Linked DNA regions of Mus musculus: region 2 is linked to region 1. Evidence: chromatin contacts called from public Hi-C data. All regions are on one chromosome and are shown on one strand. Each heading gives the region's core, a stretch centred on a gene start, on an enhancer-like site or on the middle of the called end of the contact. The rest is flanking DNA. Distances are from core to core; before and after follow the strand shown.

Region 1 (6,407 bases), core at 2,797-5,296:
ATTAAATAATTTATTGGAAAATAATTCTTTATGAAGTTATGTGGAAGGGCAAATAAATGCTAACTCTGGCAATTGGTGGGATGGTTTATATATGCTTGGCCCAGAGAGTAGCACTATTTGGAGGTGTAGCCTTGTTGGAATAGGTGTGTCACTGTGGGTGTGGGTTTTAAGACCCCCATCCTAGCTGCCTGAAAGCCAATATTCTGCTAGCAGCCTTCAGATGAAGATGTAGAACTCTCAGTTCTGCCTGCACCATGCCTACCTGGATGTTGCCATGTTCCCACCTTGATGATAATGGACTGAACCTCTGAACCTGTAAGCCAGCCTCGATTAAATGTTGTCCTTTATAAGAGTTGCATTGGTCATGGTGTCTGTTTACAGCAGTAAAACCCTAACTAAGACAATTGGTAAATTGACTATCATAGCTAATGGTCTGGAAGCCTTCGGGTTCTAGAGGCAGAATGGCCATATCTGAGGAGCTGCTTATAGGCTGTTGAATGATACACAATGCTGTCTTCCACTATAATATTGAAATTGACAATTTAAAAAAATTATTTATTTACTTTACATCTCTAGCAAAACTTCCTCTCTTCTCTCCTTCCAGTCTTTCCTCTCCCCCCCGCCCCCTCCGTGCCCTCTCCTCCTCCTCAGAAAAGGTGAGGCCTCCCATGGATATTGACCCTCCTCAGAATATCAAGTTGCAGTAGGACCGGGCAAATCTATCATGGCCATTAGGGGAAAGGGACACAAAAGCAGTAAACAGAGTCAGAGACAGCCCCTGCTCCTGACATTAGGCGTGTCACAGGAAGACCAGACCGAGATACACAAATGTTACATCTGTGCCCAAGGGCCTAGGTCTCTCCCATGCATGCTCTTGATTGGAGGTTCATTATCTGTGGGCTCCTATGGGCCCTTCTTAGTTGACTCTGTCAGTTTTCTTTAGTGTAATTGACCCCTCTGGCTTCCTCCATCTTTCCTTCCACTCTTCCATAGGATTCCTCAAGTTCCACCCAGTGTTTGGCTGTGGGTCTCTGCATCTGTTTCCATTAGCTGCTGGGTAAAGCTTCCTGACTGCAAGTATAGAAGAATATCATTAATGGTGTCGTGAGTGGACTCTCATGGGATGGCTCTCAAGCTGGGCCAATCTATGGTTGGCCATGTTTTCAATTTCTGCTTTATCTTTACTCTTGGATACCTTATAACCAGTACAAATTGTGGGTAGAAGATTTTTGTGGCTGGGTTAGTGTCCCAGATCCTCCATTGGAAGTCTTTCCTGTATTACAGGAGGTGGCTGTTTCAGGCTCCATATCCCCCACTGCTAGGAGTCTTAGCTAGGGTCACTCTTGTAGATTTCTGGGAGTTTCCATTGTCTTAGGTTTCTAGCTCATCCCAGGGATTCCTCCAACACCCTCCCCCCATTCCTCCTCTCTCTCTCCTCCCTACACGTAATCCTTCCTGTTTCCCTCCCCACCCAGTCCCCTCCATCCATCCATCCATCCCATGTTGAAATTAACCTTATTAAAACCTACTGACAAGAGAATGGTGAGGATACTAACCTACGTCTTTTATTTTCATGACATGAAATGCCAAAGTATGCTTTGAAAAACACTGTGTTCATAAGTTCTTATGTAAATGTCTAGACTGTAATGCCAAAGGTAAGCTTCCAAGACTCCACAAACAAGATGCAGGGTACGAAGGACAGACATGCCACCGGAGATCTGGCTTTGCTGTGTTGAAGGATTCAGGCTTAGGGAAGATGTCTTGGTAGCTCTGGATCTCATCTAAGTGATGACAAGATACACTTCGTGCCAAGATTCTACCGGAAGCATGTAAGAAGAGCATCACAAAGTGGCATTGACAAATCGGGCCGTCACGTAGGAAGAGGCAGCTCAGAATTCTAAGTCAGTGTGACACCTGAGTGTGCCCACTGCTATGCTCACATTCAAGTGGAGAAAGGGCTGGGTGGTGGGTGGCTCAGAAGAGTGGGATTTCTCGCTTTGGGAAGAGGACTGTCATAGTTACTGCCCTATTGCTGTGAAGAGACACCATGACGAAGGCAACTCTTAGAAAAGGAATCATTCAATTAGGGACTAGCTTACAGTTTCAGAGGTGTAGTCCTGTTATCATCATGGCAGCACACATGATGCTGGAGTAGTAGGCTGAGTGCTACATCCTGATCCATAGGCAGAGAGAGAGAGAGAGAGAGAGAGAGAGAGAGAGAGAGAGAGAGAGAACCACACCTTCTAATTCTCAAATAATACCACTGGTGATAACAGTACAAATACATGAGCTTATATTGGGGGGGGGGTGCTATTCTCATTCAAAGTACCAGAAAGACTGTGGAGAAGTCCCCTCCATGTTGCACATATTTTATTATTTGAAGACAGAACCCATTGGGGCTCTGTTATAGAGCTCTGTAACCTTCATCTTTCCTTTCTGGAGATGGTACCCTTTTTGAGAAAGCAAATATGAAGGGCTAAGACAGAAGGATATGAGGAAAGGGAGTTAGGGAACCTCAAAAAAGTGTAGATACTAAGCCCTTGATCCTTGCATTCATCAACCAAATCAACCAAATCAAAATTCCTGAGTGGATGGAGTCCTTGCCTAGCATGTGTGTGGTTCCAGGGTTTATTTCTCATTGCCCAAACTATTTACAACATTTCACACCTCTCTGTATTTTTCAATACCACACTACTGTTTGCTTCCAGCTGATGGCTTTCTCGGGTCTCCTTCATATCCAGGTTCTACTTATGAGTCTGGATGGAGAAGGAAGACATTGGTTTTGTCTACATATTGTGGGGGTGGGGAGAGAGGGAAGTTTCACTTGAGTATCATTTGGGGAGGAGGTGATATCAGATGTAGTGGCATTGCCTCATGGAACTTTCTCCACCTCACTGGAACCAGCACGGTGTGAATGGCCACCCATTAAAAGCTAGAGGAGGGACTGACCCCAGAGTGGAACTGTAAGGGAATCAGACCAGCACTGCCACACCCTCTCCTATTCCCCCAGGAAGATGTGGGAGGAAAAACCTGAACACAAAGGGTTGTGTGCACATCTGGGAGTTGGAAGGATGCTGGCTAGAGGCGGGGTGGAAGGAAGGTGAGGCAGCTGTGACTCACTCTGAAAGAATGGGGGTGTTGGAGCTTATACATTGTCAAGGACTAGAAAACGAACTCAGATGACCTTAGATTTAGCTAATGGGAACATTGATTTCCTTTATGAAATTCAGCCAAATACATTTAACTTCTACTTCAACATTGCCAGCAAGTATTTTTCAGTTCTTATCGTAAAGTCCGTTTTTCTTCCCCACTGGGTCACTGTTTGATTTCATACCCTAGGACATATTTTACATACCAAAGCAGACCTGGTGTCCATGTTCTCCCAGCATCCCTCAGTCCCTACATGGCATGCCCTGCTCCCAACCCGGAACTTTTCAGCCCAGTGACTGGGCTGCCCTTCTGTCAGAGGCTCTTCCCTATGTAATCCAGACATTTTGGTCTCTCCTTTCTCTCCTTCTCTTTCTCTGAGTTTTCTCTTCCCCCTCTGCTCTCTTTCCCTTTCCATGGTGACTTTTATGGCCTCAGTCATTGGGGCCAGTGAACACACCTGACAGCAGCTTTGCAATAAACCTGTGTTTGTGTATATATATATATATACACACACACACATCTAAATCTGACTTTAATTGGCTAATTTCACCAAAGGAGAAATAGCATGTCACTCGCCTTTGGAGTTTTTTAGCTGCCCCTTTAAAAAAACTTCATCCAGTGATAATGTCTTAATTCAACAAGGTACCCAGCTGTTAATTATACTGCTCATAAACATGTCTTCCTTTCCTTTTCAGAGAAATGAAGGGAAAATGATGACCATCCTCCTTCTAGAGTCAGCCTTATAGCACAGCTGTGTGCATTCCCCCTCGGGCCACCTGCCCCCAGGCTTACCTGTCCACCCAGCATTCAGCGAAGCCCAGTGTTACCATTGTCAGCAGCAGAAAGTTGGAAGAACTAACTCAGTTAACAACACAAAGGGAAAGCAGATTCTTTGTTAGCTCTCCTGGCTGTGTTGCATCATAATTACAGTTTTATGCAGCCTCCGAATTCTTTTTATTCCCCTTAGGCGACGACGGCGTGGAAAGCAAACGTTTCTTTCTTTTTTCTTTTCTTTTTTTTTTTTTTTTAATGTTTCAGTGTTAATACGTGTACAGACCCTGTGAGCTGACAATTATTAGCAAATAAAGAATAGTTTATTATCTAACCTAGTTATTGTGGTCATATTTCATATCACAACAGGACAGTTTCACTGTCCTTCTTCCAAGGAGGCTGTAGGGGAAAAAAAAAACCCACATCTCGGTAGTTTGAGAGATGGGATGCAGTGAGCGTCCCTGGCTGCCTGCCATTTCCCTTCTCCTGCTCCCATCCACCCCCCACCCTAATGAATATTCAGCCTGCATCCTTCCACCGGGAGCCTGAATTGGATGCTTCCTGTTTTTCTTACCAAAGATTGACTGTTGTCCTGGGGGAAAGGGATTGTTTATGAGGATTTGCAGCTGGGAAGTCCTGTTTGTTTATTTATTTATTTATTTTAAAATTATGATCCTGACCCTGGAGACAACATATATTTCATAGTTTCCAGTAGTGCCTTGTGTGTTTGGACAGGTTGGTTACTGCTGTCTGCGCCTCCTTTTGTCATGGTGAGCAATTCAAAGGCAGGCAATGGCACTTATTAATTCCTTTCTTTAGGGTGCCTACCACAATGCTCAGATCAAAACAGAAGCTAAGTCAAATTTGTTAGATGAATAGGCATTCCTAAATCTTCTAGAAAGAGGCAATCTTAATCATCCAGCCATAAGGCTAAGAAAAGGGGAAGGTGAGATAATACTCGTGTGTGTGTGTGTGTGTGTGTGTGTGTGTGTGTGTGTGTGTGTGTGTCTGTGTGTCTCTGTGTGTGTGTGTGTGTCTGTGTGTGTGTGTGTCTCTGTGTGTGTGTGTGTGTCTGTGTGTGTGTGTTCTTTTCTTTCTGGCAAAGCTTTGAATACAATGGCATACTACAGGGGTTCAGTTTTTTTGTGTGTTTGTTTTCCTTTCAACAGTGGGTTTTTCCATACTTCGCCTGGTGTTTCTTACAGGTGTGCTTTGCTGCATGGTAAGTCTGTGGATAACAAGCTGCATGGTTTGTTGTGTGGTTGGCAAATTATTAGCGGATGTTAGGTACACCCTTGCTCCTTGTTACGGGGTAGCCTGGGACATTATAGAAAGTTGACAATCCAGTGATGGTTTGGTTGTTTTACAGAACTTATGGGTGAAAGCATATTTGAAGGTATGATTCCACTGAAGTCGTTTACAGGCAAGTGAGCACGGGCTATTTAAGACAGATAGCCTTTTAGTGGATGATTTAGACTTCTTCGGAGGGAAGGTCTGGAGGCCTTTCAGAGCTGAAAGATCCTGGAGTCGGCTGAGCTGTTAAGGATGGTGTTCACACTTGTCATCTGGGAGAGGAGATATAAACACTTTTTTCTTTTTTCTTTTAAGGCTTTAAATGCACATTATAAACATGAATCCTTAAACTAAATCCAGCAAATAGATACAATTAGCATTTACCAAAAACACTTTAATGGCTTCCTGCTGGCCAAGGAATGAATCCCCAGGTTGTCTCTGCCTTCAGTTCCACCCTTTCTGGAGCACCAATCTCCAGTTACAGAGAACTAATATAGGTTTTGAGCTTCCCAGGAATTCTCTTCCCTTTAGGCCTCCGTCTACAGGACTACACTGGTCCTTCCACAAACACTTCTCCGTGCCCACCATCCCTCCCAACTCTTGGCCCTCCTCTGCATACAGAAAGTGTACGGTCCTCTCCTGGCAACAGCTTCCTGATTCCTACCCCCCCCTTTGGGTGCCTTGCTGTTGCCAAGAGACCGAGAGCTCCCAGCACAAACATTTTCAGAATAACTGCAGCTTTTCTGGTTATTTTAGATATAATTTTTAAAAAGTTGAGTTCAGGGCTGTTCTTCTCGAGGTGCTCACGGGTGTCTTTCTGTTTAAATGTTTGAACTGATACAGGGTCAGAAGGAGCTGTCAAAGTTGTTTAGAAGGAGAGGCCAGAGTAAGCTTGTGCAACTTCTTGAAGTGCAGCTCAGTCTACTTTTGTTAAACCATCTTAGCCATCCAAGGAAAAAGCACACCATGCTGCCATCTTGGATTTCTTTTTCTTCTTCTGGATATTTTAACATAACTACTAGTAGCTTGACCATACCAGATTCCATTATGAGAAATTACTAGGATATTGCATGACCTTTCTGATTATACTATAAACTGTCTCTTGCATAGTATTGCTTCAGTGCTTCAGAAGGAACTGGCTTATGACAGTGTGGTTTTAATCATGTTAGATGTTTGTTATGCTTAATAATGTC
Region 2 (6,407 bases), core at 1,662-4,161, 650 kb after region 1:
AAGTCACAGTGCAGCCGGGCGTGGTGGCGCACACCTTTAATCCCAGCACTCGGGAGGCAGAGGCAGGTGGATTTCTGAGTTCAAGGCCAGCCTGGTCTACAGAGTGAGTTCCAGGACGGCCAGGGCTACACAGAGAAACCCTGTCTCGAAAAACAAAACAAAACAAAACAAAAGTCACAGTGTACACCCATATGGGTTTCTCAAGAGACCTTTTCTCTCTCTTTCCCTGGCATTTGGATAGCTCATCCTATGGGGGGAAAAACTTTAATAAGAGGAGAACTATTCATAATTGAAACATGGAATTCCAGGAATGGATGGAGATCTACCTACCTCCCAACCTCTAACCCCCCAATCCAATATACTTAGCTTGTTGATTGATTGATTGATTGATTGATTGATTGATTTTTGACAGGGTTTCTCTGTGTGGTCCTGGAACTCACTCTGTAGACCAGGCTTGGCCTCAAACTCAGAAATCCTCCTGCATCTGCCTCCCAAATCTGGGATCAAAGGTGTGCACCACCACCACCTGGGAGAGGATCGAGGTTTCAGGAAGTGAAGATACAGAGAGGAAGAAGAGAGGCGTCCCTGACCAGGAATCAAACCTGGGCTGCAGCTGTGAGAGCACTGAATCCTAACCACTAGGCCGCCAGGGAGCATCCCTATATACTTAGTGGTTTTGTCCTTATATAGGGTTTAGAGATGTGTGGCTTTATCACATGGTGGAAGCAGCCACTATTACATGACTAGTGACATGGAAACTCCATTAAAGTGCACGAAGCATGTGCCATTTTTGTTTTGTTTTGTTTGTTTTTTGAGACAGGGAAAGTATAGCCCTGGCTGTCCTGGAACTCATTTTGTAGACCAGACTGGCCTCGAACTCAGAAATCCGCCTGCCTCTCAGAATCTGAGTTCTGGGATTAAAGGCGTTAGCCACTTTTCCATGATAGGTATCCATGACCAATGTCCTCCATTACTATGGCTCCATCAGCCTCCATTCACTGCTGCAGTCTGGTTCCTTCTTTCCTCTGTCCAGCCTACCACAAAACACCATTCCCCATGTTTTCGTTAAACAAAACTCAGGCTGAGCACACATTGCATAGCTGCTTGCTCCAGAAAATCTGGGTTCCCTAGGGCAAAAGCAACCATGAGCTGAAGAGCTCAGATATCAAGACTCAGACTTTGTCCATGAAAACAAGCTCCAGGACCCTAATTTACTGCATCAAACACAACAGAGCTATAACAGAAAGAAAAAAATGTGGATGGACCACAGTACTGGCTGGTTTTGGTGTCAATTTGACACAAGCTAGAGTGGTTAGAGAGGAAGGAGTTTCAGTTGAGCAAATTCCTCTATGAGATCCAGCTGTAGGGCATTTTCTCAATTAGTGATCAATGGGGGAGGGAGGGCCCACCCTATTGTGGGTGGTGCCATCCCCAGGCTGGTGGTCCTGGGTTCTCTAAGAAAGCAAGCTGAGCATCCACTAAGAAAGCAAGCTGAGCAAGTCATGGGGAGCAAGCCAGTAAGCAGCACCCCTTCATAGTCTCTGCATCAGCTCCTGCCTCTAAGTTCTAGCCCTTGCTTGAGTTCCTGTCCTAACTGCCTCCAATGATGGACTATGATCTGGAAATGTAAGCCAAATAAACCCTTTCTTTCCCACCTTGCTTTTTGGTCTTGGTTTTTTTTTTTTTTTTCCCAGCATCTGAAACTCTAAGACCACACCCAAAGCCACCTTGCAACATGTACCTTAAACCCACTTGTCCTGGACCTGTTGTATAAATACTAGAAGTTGGTTTTCTTTCTTTCCGGGGGAGGGGGGGGGTTGTTTGAGACATTATTGGAAGTAAAGTTCACTTCCTACAGGGAATGGAAATAAGGTTGGTTTTGTTCAATTGATACATTTTGTAGTCAGTGAGCAGCCAACATTTTCCTGGGAAAATGTTGTTAGGGTGGAAGCTTGGGCTAGAGGCTAGGCCATTTCATCTTCAGTGGGCTAATTAAGGAGGCAAAGAAGTGACTACGAAAGCAGAAAAAAAAAAAAAAGGAGATTTATTCAGCATGGCCATTTGGGGAAGAACAAAGAGGCCAGGTGACATCCCCTAAAAAACACCTTTGTGGTGATAACAAGGTGTGGGCTTAAACAACTGGCAAGTGATGTTCATAACTAAGCAGTCTCCATCCAGGTGTGGTCCTGGCCACCACACACCCACCTCTACCTAGGCTTCAGTTTCTCCTTTAAGTTGTTAGTGCTGTGTGAAATCTCTTTCCAGGGGACAACTTCCTCCTCTGGTTGGCACCAGGCTACAGCTTTTTCCGCCTCCCAGCATGAGATTCCTGGGGAAATTCCAATTTCTTGGGGTCCATTGTTTCAACAGTCTGTTAGCAAGCGGGAGGGGGTATTAGAATGTGTTTAGAATGTCTTTTATTCCTTCCAGGAAGCGTAAAGCATATCCAACACACAATGCTGCAAATATTTATCTGTGTGGCGGACACTTCCTCAGCTCCCTGCTCCATCCTGCACACAGGCACAGACGGACACATCCTGCACTAGGTCCAGGAGGCCTTGGCTAAACCCAAAGACAACTGAATAAAGACATTACTTGAGAGCAATCGAATGCAGTGAGAGGCCCGAGTGTAGCCTGCATCAGAGGAGCCATAAATATTGACAGGAAGAAAGAACATGGGTCTTGTGGTCGCTGCACTCTGAGCCCAAGCCAAGAGGAAGCTCTTTTCTATCCCTCCCCCACCTCCTCTGCAAGGATCAACACTATTCCATCAAATCCACCCCGAGTACCAGCCGCACACAGAGTTTGCAAACACTAGAGAGAATGGAGGGAAGCCGGAGCCTGAGGCAGGAGGCAGGAGGAAAGCTGCACTAAGGACCAGGAAGTGTTGAGAGAGCGGTCCTGAGGGAAGGCATTTCCCATCAGCCTGCAGAAAAAGAATCCAGCACTCCTGTCCCCTCCTGCCTGCCCCAGCAATGCCCTCCACTCCCTGAAGGCACGAATTCCCTGGAGAAGCCCCGTTTCCTGAGCAGATGGTTCTGCAGCATTTCAGAGGTGGAATGTAAGGCTTAAGCTGAAAGCTAAAGGCTATCTCATACATCCTGTGTGTGCTTAGATAGCCATTGTTTGTCCTTGGTCAGGCAATGTTTACGATGTATAAATATTTAAGCGTGTAATATACGTAATACTGGCTTGGGTATCTTAGAGTGATAATGTTTGCATCCACCCACTGTAGAGATTAGGTCCTAGCCAAGAATGTCTCAATTAAAAGTTATACTTCACATACTGCTGGCTGCAGATGAGAGGCAGGATGGAGAGCCATGCACAATTCCCCATAAGGGGCCCTTCGAAGTAAGAGGACAGCAGTGACAGAAAAGGACAGAGCTGTGGGTTAAGGGTTTTTAGCAGTCCACATGACAGGGTGATTCTAATATATATAAATTCAAATATAGAGAGCAGGAAAGACCCTCATACCAGAAGGCACACACACATACATGTTCTTAACACTTCCTCATAGCCCATACATGGAAATTACCTAGACATTCACCAAAGGTCAGACAGGAAAGTGAATTGAAGTGTATTTGGATAGTTTAATGTAACAGAGCGGGAACAACTCGCTGCCACACTTAATATTAAGAGTAAATCCCACAAGTATGGTTTAAGTGGAAGAAACCAGAGCCAAACACTGACAGAATTAATACAAACTGAAAAAGTCAGCAGTACATCTCCTCAGGCAATGGGGCTGCGGCTGCGGAGAGTCCTACTTGCCTAGTCTGACTGTGGGAATATGGGTACGCCATTTGTGAATTCAAGGGTATACTTTGATGGCTGTATTTATATGTGAGTGCATGCCCTCATATGTGTGCATGTGTGTTTGTGTGTATATACAACTATACATACATATATAACATGTAACGCATTTATGAAATGCTCTTAAAATTTAAGAAAAGATTCCATATAAGTTTAAAAGGGAGAGAGCAGAAAATTCAGAGAAATAGAATATGTGGCTATAAATCACTTGAATGTTAGTATAAGATATGATTGTTTTCTAACTATTTCATACCCCTTAAATATGTTAAACCCCATAAGGTAAAGAATAGTCCATACCTCAGTCACCTTTGTGTCCTCTGAATGCCCAGAAGAGTCACACAGTGGCTGTTCAGAAAATACATACATTATAAAATATTTGAAGCTTGGCGGTAGCACCACACTCCTTTAATCCCAGCACTTAGGAAGCAGAAGCAGGCAGATTTCTGAGTTCGAGGCCAGCCTGGTCTACAGAGTGAGTTCCAGGACAGCCAGGGCTACACAGAGAAACCATGTCTCAAAAAACCAAACCAAACCAAAACAAAAACAAAAACAAAAACAACGACTGAGTCGGAGGGAAGGAGAGAGAAATTAGAATTTTGTGTTTATAGCCAAGTTCTTTTTGGTAAATAGAATGATTAAATAAATATTTACAGTGAAAAATTGATAGAGGCAAAAGGACTTTCTGGGTGGCTGGCTGTGGGCCGCTTAGAAGCAAGAACTAAGAAAGGCAAACCCATGCAGGACAGTATTAAATGTGGATTCTTAGTGAAGTGGTAGTAATAATTTGTTGCTATCCCAAACACAGCAACTTAAGACCATAACCATCTATTCTTTCAACAATGTCTGAGGATTACTTCTGAATGTGAGTTAGCCTCAGGGTTCCCTTTCGAGCCTTCTCTCCAGGGCGAAGTCTTAAATAAAGAGCACACATTAGGAGATGGAGCCATAGCAGGGTTAAGAACACTTAGCTGCTATTGTAGAGGAACAGGGTTCGGTTCCCCGCATCTACGAGGCAGCTCACAGTACCTATAACTCCAGTTCCAGAGGATCAGATAACCTCTCTGACCTCTATGGGTACCAAGGAGGCATACGATGCTCATACATATGGCATATAGTCAACGCATTCAGCAACGCATTCAGGTTTTCTGCTACCCAGCACTAAGATTTGTAATGCACTGGCCATCACACATGGCTTTTAATGCCTAGGCTACCACATATGGCTTTTAATGCATGCACCACCACACACGGCTTTTAATGTGGCCTCTGGAGAATTGAACTCAGGTCTTTATCTTTGTGTGGTAGGCGATTTATTGATAAAGCTATCAGTCCAGACCAAAAATGTAGTTGTAGTAGTAGCAATAGAAATAATAATAATAATAATAATAATAATAATAATAATAAATAACAACAACTTTCCTAATACTTTCCAGCAGCTTTCTGAGCACATGACAGACAGACAGACAGACAGACAGACAGACAGACAGATATGCCCCCTCCTGCAGCTTGAATCCCTTCCACTTTGGTTTGTAAAATGTGATCAACTACAAAGGCCCCCTACACTGTACATGGTGTTCTGATTAATCCAACACCATTAGCCTATGCCAACTTTGTTTTCTGTTATCTTCTTTTCCAAATTGTAAACACGAAGGGGAGAGTAAATTATCATAGTATTCATCTCATGGAGTTTTATGAGCCTAAAGGTTTTAAAATATTAAATAAAAAGTTAAATATGAGCCGGGCGTGGTGGCGCACGCCTTTAATCCCAGCACTCTGGAGGCAGAGGCAGGTGGATTTCTGAGTTCGAGGCCAGCCTGGTCTACAAAGTGAGTGCCAGGACAGCCAGGGCTACACAGAGAAACCCTGTCTCGAAAAAACCAAAAAAAAAAAAAAGTTAAATATGGCCAAATTATAAAGCCCTATCAAAAACATCCCAATGCCCAGTAAGCGACAACAACCCTGTGTGTTTACACCAGGACACAGTGACCTCTTGGAAAACGGAAAGTCACACATAGCTGAAAAGTGTACTGTTGGTATCATAAATCATACTGGGGCTGGCAGAAGGTTTTATAAAGATTGAGAAGGTTTCTTGGAAATATTTACACCTAAGAAACAGAAAAAGCAAACAGAAAAATTGAGGCTGATCAGAAAGTAAACAACCACCATGTTCTTACACAGGAGCGTAATTACCAACAGCATCCTATACTAAGAACACAAAAATCACCCTGAAAAATTAGAAACAGAACAGAACCCCGGTGGAGCGACAGGAACAGCAATCTACCCACAAAGCTTTTGACCCAAGGATAAGTCCTGTCTACAAGAAATGCAGGGGCTGGGGATGGAGCAGAGGCTGAGGGAATGGCCAACCGACAACCAGCCCAGCTTGAGACCCACCCCATAGATAAGCACCAATCCGAGCTAGAGAAATGGCTCAGCGGTTAAGAACACACTGACTACTGCTCTTCCAAAGGTTCTAGGTTCAAATCCCAGCAACCACATGATGGCTCACAACCATCTGTAATGAGATCTGATGCCCTCTTCTGGAGTGTCAGCTCCAGTGTACTAAGATAAGCACCAATCCCTGACACTATTAATGATAC

The links. A called contact is a pair of places that touch in the nucleus more often than the background predicts.
Region 2: a Hi-C map of embryonic stem cells shows a contact between it and region 1, with 2.8 times the contacts expected there. The contact joins the enhancer-like site here to the promoter of 5430403N17Rik in region 1. A contact is called at or near these places in 2 of 484 Hi-C or Micro-C datasets (the G1E-ER4 cell line and embryonic stem cells) and 3 of 115 datasets of contacts at active chromatin or transcription factors (embryonic stem cells and kidney).

What each region holds. Positions count from the first base shown.
Region 1 is chr8:35,878,911-35,885,317 of GRCm38.p6, forward strand. It overlaps 5430403N17Rik (RIKEN cDNA 5430403N17 gene), which reads right to left and starts at 4,047. Exons shown (of 3, transcript NR_046181.1): 1 at 3,943-4,047.
Region 2 is chr8:36,525,445-36,531,851 of GRCm38.p6, forward strand. No RefSeq gene overlaps it. Among named protein-coding and RNA genes, the nearest start is that of Trmt9b, 71 kb to the left of the region's middle. Within about 2 kb of position 2,912, at least 52 of the 459 cell types and tissues checked have an H3K27ac peak or open chromatin away from gene starts, as enhancers often do. A contact at or near this core is called in embryonic stem cells, where this site is marked.